Linked DNA regions of Macaca mulatta: region 2 is linked to region 1. Evidence: chromatin contacts called from public Hi-C data. All regions are on one chromosome and are shown on one strand. Each heading gives the region's core, a stretch centred on a gene start, on an enhancer-like site or on the middle of the called end of the contact. The rest is flanking DNA. Distances are from core to core; before and after follow the strand shown.

Evidence for each region. A called contact is a pair of places that touch in the nucleus more often than the background predicts.
Region 2: a Hi-C map of fetal cortex germinal zone shows a contact between it and region 1, with 5 times the contacts expected there. The contact joins the promoter of NCAM1 here to the promoter of LOC693603 in region 1. A contact is called at or near these places in 2 of 14 Hi-C or Micro-C datasets (fetal cortex germinal zone and fetal cortical plate).

The regions. Positions count from the first base shown.
Region 1 is chr14:113,034,144-113,039,102 of T2T-MMU8v2.0, reverse strand. It overlaps LOC693603, which reads right to left and starts at 2,962. Exons shown (of 4, transcript XM_077964286.1): 1 at 2,348-2,962. The coding sequence starts at 2,830.
Region 2 is chr14:113,712,454-113,717,616 of T2T-MMU8v2.0, reverse strand. It overlaps NCAM1 (neural cell adhesion molecule 1), which reads right to left and starts at 1,366. Exons shown (of 19, transcript XM_077964293.1): 1 at 1,122-1,366. The coding sequence starts at 1,173.

The sequences.
Region 1 (4,959 bases), core at 1,713-4,212:
ACAAGCAAATTTTTAAGTGTTTTCTATGTACATCCAACCAAAAGAAAAATGAAGTAAGGAGGGAAGGAAGGGAGGAAGGAAGGGAGGGAGGAAGGGAGGGAGGGAGGGAGGGAGGGAGGGAGGAAGGGAGAGAGGGAGGAAGGGAGAGAGGGAGGAAGGGAGAGAGGGAGGAAGGGAGGAAGGGAGGGAGGAAGGAAGGGAGGGAGAGGGGAGGGAGGGAGGAGGGAATGAAGGAGGGAGGCAAGGAGGAAGGAAAGAAGGAAGGAAGGAATGAAGGAAGGAAGGAAGAAAGGAAAGAAGGGAAGAAGGGAAGGAGGGAAGGAGGGAGGGAGGGAAGGAGGGAGGGAGGGAGGAAGGAGGGAGGGAAGGAGGAAGGGAGGGAGGGAAGGAGGAAAGAAGGGAGGGAGGAAGGAAGGAAGGAGGGAGGGAAGGAGGGAGGGAGGGAGGGAGGGAGGAGGAAGGGAGGGAGGGAGGAAGGAAAGAAGGAAGGAAGGAAGGAAAGAAGGGAAGAAGGCAAGGAGGAAGGGAGGGAAGGAGGGAGGGAGGGAGGGAGGGAGGAAGGGAGGGAGGGAGGGTGGGAGGGAAGGAAGGAGAAAGAAGGAATGAAAATTGTGCTGACCTCTGTCTCTACTACAATGGAGGAGTAGCTTACAGAGTTTTGATATGGAAAACACTTAGATGAAAATTTTACTCACAAATAAGTTTAGTTTTTGAGGACAGACAACCAAAAGAGCTCAGAATGTCTGCCACTCACATATTCTTTAAATCACTTTAAAATATATTTCAACTGCCCAAACGATGACTTAAAATTACTCAAGAATGGAAAAAATAGAGTGTCAAAGGACTAGCAGTGAGTGTTGAAGCCAATTACACACAGAGAGTTGGTCTAAAATAGTTGTTTAACTATGGTTACAAGACAGAATATGTGTCAAAAATACCCTAGAATCAAGAGACATACAACATCAAAAAACAATGCATGAATAATCTGATCCCAAGTCCATAAACTAATCAGCTTTCAAATAGGAAAGGAGAACAGAGGGAATTAAAAGTGTACAGAATTCATCCTACACAGTTGTGAGCTTAAAAATACCATTTTATTCTTGACTTTAACAACCAGAGAAATATTGATTGGTGCTCACATCCATTTTTAGAAACTCATTACGTAGGAGAGTAGGGGCCTGTCCTTTAAAAGATAAAACCTCACTCCTGCCTCAAGGTATTTACAGTTTGAAGATCTCTAACCAACACACAGGATAGGTTTCAATTTGTTACAAGAATAAACAAATGTCAACGTCCTTGAAGAATTTAAGGTTTTATGCGGAACCAGTCCTCAAATGCCGTTTCAATGTTACTGCCCACCAGCATTTTCCATTCCTTCTGGTAAAGCCTCCTAAAGCCTGGTATGAAAGGACGGCAGTTCCTGGTCACTGTGGTGCCCTCTGTACCTGACAGCAGGGTCCCCTTGATGTCAGTCTGCATTGTGACAATCCATGAACCGGACTGCCCTTGTTTAACAGCATCACTGGTGTCACTGAGAATGAGACACACAGATTTGGACTGCAGGGAAGCTCTCACAGTAACCATTACACACAGAGCACCAAGACCTGAAATCAGTACACAAATACCAGATATTTTCCTTCCAGAATTTAATTTAATGCTCACAATCACCATCCAAGTAGGCGGCATTTTTCCCATTTTACAGATAAGAAAACTGAAGTTTAGAAAGGCTGTTTTCCAGAATTACAGAGCCAGTCAACAGATGGCAGACAGGGGTCTCCAAGCAAGGAATTTCTGGCTCCAAAGTTCACGGTACCCTACCACACTATTTTCTTAATTCAAAGAAAGAAGTTACAAGGAACGGAAATGGAGATAATAATTTTGCAATTTATTACAGCACTAGTAAAGATGCTGCCTCTTTTACAAAGTAATAATCCAATGGACTGAACTAATCATACTGTGCTAGTACCCCGTTAACCCTCTCTAAAACATTCACAAAGTGGATACGACGTAGGGCTGCTCCAGGGCCAATGAGTTTTCTCTCTAAAGTAAAATTCCCAGGGAGCGCTCTGGTCTCTAAGGCTTGATTAGCAAGTACCAATTAATGCGCCTTCAGTCCTCTTTGTGTCTTGAGCACTGAGGGCTAACCCTTGCCTTGCCGACAAAGATGAGATGAAATCATTGACTCACCCTAAAGACCTCAAGTTCTAATGCACTGCTCCCTCCCAGGGCCTTGAATTGAGAACAATCTTTAGGACAAAAGACTGCATCTCTAATAGTGAAATTTTAGACGTCAGCAAAGGAGATATTTTTAAGTCACACATAGACACACAAATTTTCCACGTCACACCTTATTGAGACAGTGGTTCCTCATCTGGTGCCGAGGACCGCGGCTCACCTCGGTGTTACCCAACTTAACGTCTTGCCCCGCCACAAACCATGGGTACAGACCAAACCAGGGCGTGCAATGCCCGGAAGACTGGTCCAACCCCGGCGCCCAGGCCTGCAACCCCTGGGAGGCGTGGGCGACCACTGCCAGCACCCCGACGCTGTCGCTGCGTCCCCGCGGCTCCCCCTCTCCGGGGTCCGCCCGGCCAACCCAGGCGCCCGCAGCAGGGACCACGCCCGCCCGAAGCCGGCGCGTCCCCGCCCCCCGGGACGCACCGTGGCTGCCAGAGGGCCGCTGCTGCCACCTCGCGGCGGCGTCTCCCCGAACCGCGCTCAGCCGCCACGCCCAGAAACCGCCCCCCAAAGGACGCTCGGGTCCGAGTCCAGTGGGCCTGGGAGGTGGTGACTCCTGGCAGGGGCTTCCTACGGAAGGAATCGTCTTCATCTCGGGTCACTCACGCCGCGCACCCAGACTGGAGGTGGAGATGAACGCTTCCAGCACCGACCTCCCCCAGGGTTCCAACGGACACGTAATCCACGCCCCTTCCCCGTCTGGGGATCCGAAAAAGCCACACAACCTGGCCCCAGACACAACGTATAACAACTAGGACCCCAGGATCTGGGCAGACCGGCTCTATTTGGGCCATCCTGGATGCCTGAAGAATGCGAGTTGGAGCGGAGATCTTTGAACTCAGATTCAAATGTGAGACCCACTGAATTAGAATCCCCTGGGCAGAGGCCAGGGAACTATTTTTGCAAAGTTCCCCCAGGTGATCCTAATGGTCAGGCAGGTTGGGGACCCTCCCAGTTACAAAATCTAGATGACCTTTTCAGGTTACCCACACATGCACAGAAACACACACCCCTGAGTCTATGAAAAGGCAACAATATAAGGTTGTGTGCTTGAAATGAGAAAGATTTCATGACAGCTCATCACCTAGCCCCTGAGTTTCCAACCTTGTCCGTTTATCATGCCCTTAATGTCTCAATGCTTTTTTTCACAGTAACCCTAGGCCTAAAGAAATACCTAACTGTTCTGTGTATTAAGTAGCTAGACCCAAAGTAAGAAGTATTTCTGTCCTAACAACTTAGTAGCTACTACAAAAAATAATGCATATAAAATAGGAAAAAAAATTATCTTATTCTTAGCCACAACTTCTCACTAATGGGATGTGTGTCCTTTTTGGGCACCGCGCAACTTCTCGAACCTTGGAATTGGATTAGGCACTGCCACCCTCACTCCCTATTCTATACTGATTTTTCCCATAGTACATGTTTTATGTCATAGCAAATGACAAAAACTGAAAATATAGCTTCTGAAAAATATGGTTTTATCAAAAAACATGTAGGGCAGGCTGGGCGTGGTAGCTCACACCTGTAATCCCAGCACTTTGAGAGGCCAAGGCAGGTGGATCACTTGAAGTTAGGAGTTCCAGACCAGCCTGGCCAACATGGTGAAACCCCATCTCTACTAAAAATACAAAAATTAGCTGGGTGTGGTGGCACGTGCCTGTATTCTCAGCTACTCAGGAGGCTGAGGCAGGAGAATCTCTTAAACCTGGGAGGCGGAGGTTGCAGTGAGCCAAGATCGCACCACTGCACTCCAGCCTGGGCAACAGAGTAAGACACCATCTCAAGGAAAAAAAAAAAAAAAATGTAGGGCAATCTAATGTTGAGTCTGCAAGCTATCCTGCACTGCTTAGTAGTTTGCATGGAGAACAACAGAAGTTGAGTGTTGCCTTTGACCTTTAAAATATCCCAAAGAGCCCCTCCGAATTCACAGCAGCACCAAGAACACCTCAGCACAGAGTTAGGGAACATGCATGGACCTCGCTCCTGCTCCTCTCCTCATCCCATACTCCCCAGGGTTCACAGTGCTCCTGCAAGCATCTTCTTTCTTGCCAAATGCTTTCCTACCTCAGCACATTGTGCCATTGCTCTTCTCTCTGCCTGGAATGCTCTTCCTCGGGTCTCCGCAGGCCCAGCTCCTTCTTGGCCTCCAGGTCTTGGTTCAAGGACCACCGTGCTCCCTAAAGCCTCTTCAGGCCTCCCACCAAATCACTTCTATCCTATGGGCCTGTTTCCTTTTCTCTGTAGCTTTTATCACTATCTGAAGTTATCCTGCTTAGTTTACTTACTTATTTTCAAGCTTCCCCACCAGAATGTGAACTTGATGAGAATAGAGACTTGTTCATTACTGTTTCCCCAGAACCTGGAACAATGCTTAGCAATAGGTGGACAATAAATAATTGTTCAATGAATGACTGCAGCCACTACACTCAGCTCAGGGAGATAAAAGGTAGGAAGAATGTGCTTTACATGTGCTATCCCCTTGGATCTTCACAACACCCTTTGGAAATAAATACAAATAGACATGATTAACCCCATTTAATAGGTGAGGAACTCACATTCAAAGAAGTTAAGTGTTCAAAGCTGCACAGCTGAAGTGGCAGAGCCAAGATTCAAGTTCATGTCTACTTGACTGCAAAGGCTGCTTTTCATAAAATCACATTAACATCATGTTGGATACCTTCGATACAGACAATAATTTTTTTTTTTTTTTTTTGAGATGGA
Region 2 (5,163 bases), core at 117-2,616, 680 kb before region 1:
AAAGCGCAAATCCTTGGGTGGAGGTGGGGGGATGACAGCTGGAGGGGAGGGTGGGCACGCACAGAAGAATTTTCCAGGGAGACCGGGATGGAAATAGCCAAAATGAAATGCACCTCCCTCCCCGCTGCCGAGGTTCTCTGGGCGGCGGCGCAACCCCCGCCACCCGCGGCAGCATCACTACTGTCTTCCTCCCAGCTCCCTATTGTTCACACTTTGCCAGGATCCAGAACCTCGCCCAAAGAAAGGAGACAGGGCGAGGTGTTTCGGGCGGCTACCTGCCATTCTTCTCCCGCCCCGTGCAACACTGGGCACGCGGCGCGTGTAAAGGCACACGCGCGCGCACACACGCGCGCACACACCAGGCAGACCCGATCACGCCCTCCTCGCCCTCCGCCCCTCCGCACTTCCTCCTGTCAAAACGCGGCGCTCGACCCTCCCATCCTTCAGTGCTCGCGGCCGAGGGTAGGCTTTGCAACTAACCAGCAATTTGGCAAATGAAAAACTAACGTCATATCGACTGGGGTGCAACAACGGCCACATAGCCCTGCTATTCTGCCCATTTCGCCCCATTTTGCAAACCGTTATTCGGCTGGGGCGGGGGAGGCAAAGCAGCGATCCTGACTTTATTAGACCCGGGGATATAACGATCTGGGGCGGCTGCCCTAGCCTTATTGTTCACTCTTCCCGGAGCCGGGGCTGACAAGCCCCTTCCCCCTCGGAATCCGAGCCCGTGCAGCGGCACCACCCGAGCCGCGACGTCCCCCGCCCCGCCGCCCGCCTTTGGGGAAGGAGCGCTGCCCATCACCAGCGCGGCCGCTGAGCCCCCAGGAGCCGACTGGCTCTGCTCCCACCGCCGCAGGCGCACAAAGTGGGAAGGGCGGACGCGCCAGAGGGGCGCCGGGCGCTGGCGGCGCGGGGAGGCAGCTCCCGTGCAGCGCAGCCCGGGAGGGAGCGGGGTTCGGCTGGGCAGCAAGGGCGACGCGCTCCTTTCACAGCTAAACGCAAATGACCAGCCTTAGCAGTCCACGTAAAACCACCCAAAATAATAGCGTTCCTCCTAGGAGTAGGAGGAAGGGGTAATTAGCAAACCAGATTGAGAATAAAAAAAAAAAAAAATGTACCTGCCGTTCCCAGGAAAAACAAAGTCCAGATGAGATCCTTAGTTTGCAGCATTGTAATCTGCTGGCTGGGAGGGATGTTCTTGCCGCGGTAAATTCTGTGCCCCCTCCCTTGCAGCGAGTGTGGACGGCGGCAGAGCGACAGACTTAGGGGCAGACAATTGCCAGGCTGAGTATGATTATTTTTGCAGAATTGTTTCCTGCCAGCGGCAGCCGAGCTGCGTTCACGCGCTGATCGGAGAATGAGTGACAGTCCCAGCCTCAGCACACTCGCAACTCGGAGATCCTTGCGCTGGCCCGGGTTCGTTTTGATGGAACTGGGATGGGAGCGAGGAGCGGTGGGGGGGCGGGGGTGAGAACCTCACTGTGTCCTTCCACCACGCCGGCCACAAATAGTGCCGAACATCAAGGAGGTAAGAGAGACAGGGAAGGCAGATGCGGAAGCCTGCAAAACGCGGCCTGGAGCTTTCGGGGGAGCCGGGCTCTTTCACACGCAGTCTCCCAGGGAGAGCTGGGATTTCTTTTCACACTTCTCCCCTACGCCTTCGCAGGCGCTCCTGCCACCCAGCCTTCCCTAATCAGCAGTTTGCATATTTTGATAACTAGTAAATAATAGAAGAAAATTTTAGATTTAAAGTTATCAAATCCCTCCATTTCGATTCTAAGATTCTTGCAACACAAGGATAGCCCAGGACTTAATTTTAAGTGCGGGAAATTAGAACTTTGGAGAGGGATGGGGGTTGCCGTTGCTGGGTGTTGTTTTGATATTGTTTGTTTGTTTGTTTGTTTTATCCTGACTGTGAAGTTTGCTGTCCCACAGGGAGACATACAACACCCTTCAGCAGATCCCCTGGGAAGGAGGTGGGAAGAGACTTGAGTTAGAAGAAAACTCAGATGTTTGGAAGGGATTTCCAGAAATAACCCAAAGAAAATGTTTTCCTGTTTATATAAATTCTGAAATCTGTGGTCTCTTTATTAAAATAGCCAGGGCTTTTATATAGATATTATGATATAGAAGCAACATTAAATAATATTTTCTTACATGGGGACATGACCTTAATTCTTAAAGATATTAATGTAGAATATTACTGAGGTACCAACACTACTGAGGTACCAACACAATAGGCTTTAATTAAAATTCCAGCTGTGTTTTCAAAAGTAGGGGGTGGAGGGAGCAGGGTGAAAAGAAACATGTCTCAGCACCTGAAGGCTTGGGTGTGTAAGGAACTAATGTGAGGAAGGTGTTCTAGATGTCAGGTTAACCTATTAGCCTAGAACACAGAAACCCTCTAACAGAGGAAGTCTGCATAAGTTCAAAGGCACTAAAGCACTAATATTACCGGGTACGCCCTTTTTCTTCAAAGGTCGGCCTCCCCACTCCTGTAGCAGATTTTTTGTTTTTTGTTTTGTTTTGTTTTTGTTTTGTTTTTTTGAGACGGAGCCTCGCTCTCTCGCCCAGGATGGAGTGCAGTGGCGCCATCTCTGCTCACTGTAACTTCCGTTCCGATTCAAGCCATTCTCCTGCCTCAGCCTCCTGAGTAGCTGGGACTACAGGCGGGCGCCATCACATCCAGCTAATTTTTGTATTTTTAGTAGAGACAGTGTTTCACCATGTTGGTCAGGCTGGTCTCGAACTCCTGACCTCATTATCTGCCCACCTCAGCCTCCTAAAGTGCTGTGATTACAGGCGTGAGCTACCGCGCCCAGCCCCTGTAGCAGTTTTTAAAAGTCCATCCTCTGCTGGCAGACCATCCATCCTCCCTTACTGGACAGGCCCTATCTCTTCCCTGCTTTCCTCCTCTATAATAGACCAAGTGGGCCACACCAGTACAGTGTAATTAGCGGGGACCCCTGAAAAGTGTTTCTTCCCCCAAGTAAATCTTCCACAACGTTTACTTTGGGCTATTTCTTTCATACCAAGTATAAACAATTCAAAAATACAGAAAAGTAGAACTAAAAATAACCCCAAATCCCACGGATTCCAGAGATACTCATAGATTTTGTCTTCTGTATGTGCATATGATTTTTATAATTGACATATTATAGTAGCAATTCGAATCCTGCTATTTTTGCCTAACATTAGTATAAGCATTTATTCCTCTGGATCATTAAAAAGCTTTTCTAGATATTTTTATAGCTATGTAATATTTCTTCATATGGATGATTTTGCAATGGCTTCCCCATTTTTGGATACTTGTATTGTTTGTGGAGTTTGATAATATAAATAATGCTTTTTTGAACATCTTTCAACAAATATTTGTGGAGCAACCACTGGGTTTAGCCCTGTGCTGGATGCAGTGAATTATATACGTCTTTTTTTAATGGTTGCTGTACTTATGTGTCTTTAATTTCAGACTTCTGCTTCTAACATCTAAAATCACCACATTAAATATTACAGATTTATGTAAATGAATGTTATCAGACTCTTTCCTTTAAAAAGAGGTTTTGATAGTGAGGAAAGATAGAGAGAACAGGCAGGGGATGGAGTGGAGAGAGTGAAGGTTGGGGCCCCCCAAAATAAAAATTTTTCCAGTTTTGCCCCTAAGAGTGAGAGACACATCCTTCCCTGCAAACCTCCCTCCTTATAGTCCATGTCAGTAGAATTAAAAGACTCCTCACTATTTTTCTCCCCAGATGTCCCTATTTTTAGCTTTTCAGTGTAGACAAGTGTGGAAATCCAATCTCACTTCAGCATGACTGAATTTCTTTTTCTTCCCCTCTCTCTCTCCAGCCCCTCCCTACCCCTACCCCATGTGGTTGTTGACCTCTGTTGTAATGATTCATTCTAGAATGCTGCCCCAGTCATTCCAGTCCACACTCCCGGTTTCTCTCCCAAGTTCTTTTAACAGGTTGTGTCACTTGTCTCCAATTCTGTGTATCTCTGCTGGTCAGTGCCTACATCTGTAAGCTCTGTATTGCGTTCAATCCCTCCCTGATCCTCATTTTAAAATGGGACAAAACTGTGACTCTCACTGGACCTCTCTCCCCAGAGAGAGGCCCGGGCTGTCAGGCACACATTAATGAGCATCTACAAAGTGAACATCCATGGGATTGAGGCAGAGGAAGGAGACTCCAGACTGTGCATTAGAGAGAAAATTATTTAGAGAGGAAGCAGAGAAAGGTCTAAGAAGACAGCCACAGCAAGGAGATGAGCTAGGAGGCCATGATAACTCTGGATGGGGTGACAGGGCCTAATTAAGAAAGCGACAGTGGGGTGGCCGGGCGCGGTGGCTCATGCCTGTAATCCCAGCACTTTAGGAGGTCGAGGTGGGTGGATCACAAGGTCAGGAGTTCAAGACCAGCCTGGCCAATATGGTGAACCCTTGTCTCTGCTAAAAATACAAAAAAAATAGCCGGGCCTGGTGGCACGTGCCTGTAATCCCAGCTACTTGGGAGGCTGAGGCAGGAGAATTGCTTGAATCCAGGAGGCAGAGGTTATGGTGAGCCAAGATCATGCCACTGCGCTCCAGCCTGGGTGATAAAGCGAGACTCTGTCTCAAAAAAAAAAAAAAAAAAAAAGTGACAGTGGGAAAAGAAGCAAAAAGGGGCCCAGATTTGCAATTCCAAGATAAGATAAGAACAGCTAGACTTGGGAATTGTGTGAAGATGGAAGTATGAGGCACAGGAAGAAATCCAAGTTCCTTTCATTCATTCAACAAATGTTTATGGAGTCTCAACTAAGTGCCTGGCACTGCTCTAGACATTGGGGATGTAGCCCGGGACAAAGTAGAGCCTTTGCCCACATGGGCTTTCCTTTTTATGGGGGAAGACAGAGAATAAATCATTAAACATGTAGTAGTGTACAGGTGGTGAGAAGTGCTAAGGAAAACAATAATGAGAGAGAAGAATTCTGGGGCGGAGAGGGATTACCATTTTGTTTAGTGGATCTATATGGGTGTACATGACAGAGATCTCGAGAAAGTGATGACTGCTAAGGGTCCATTGTAGGCGACTGAATAGTTGCTGGCAACATTGATAGGGAGCAGAAGAAGAGGGGCAGATTCAGACCAGGTGATAAGCAAAGAAGCAATGATGTCAGCTCTGC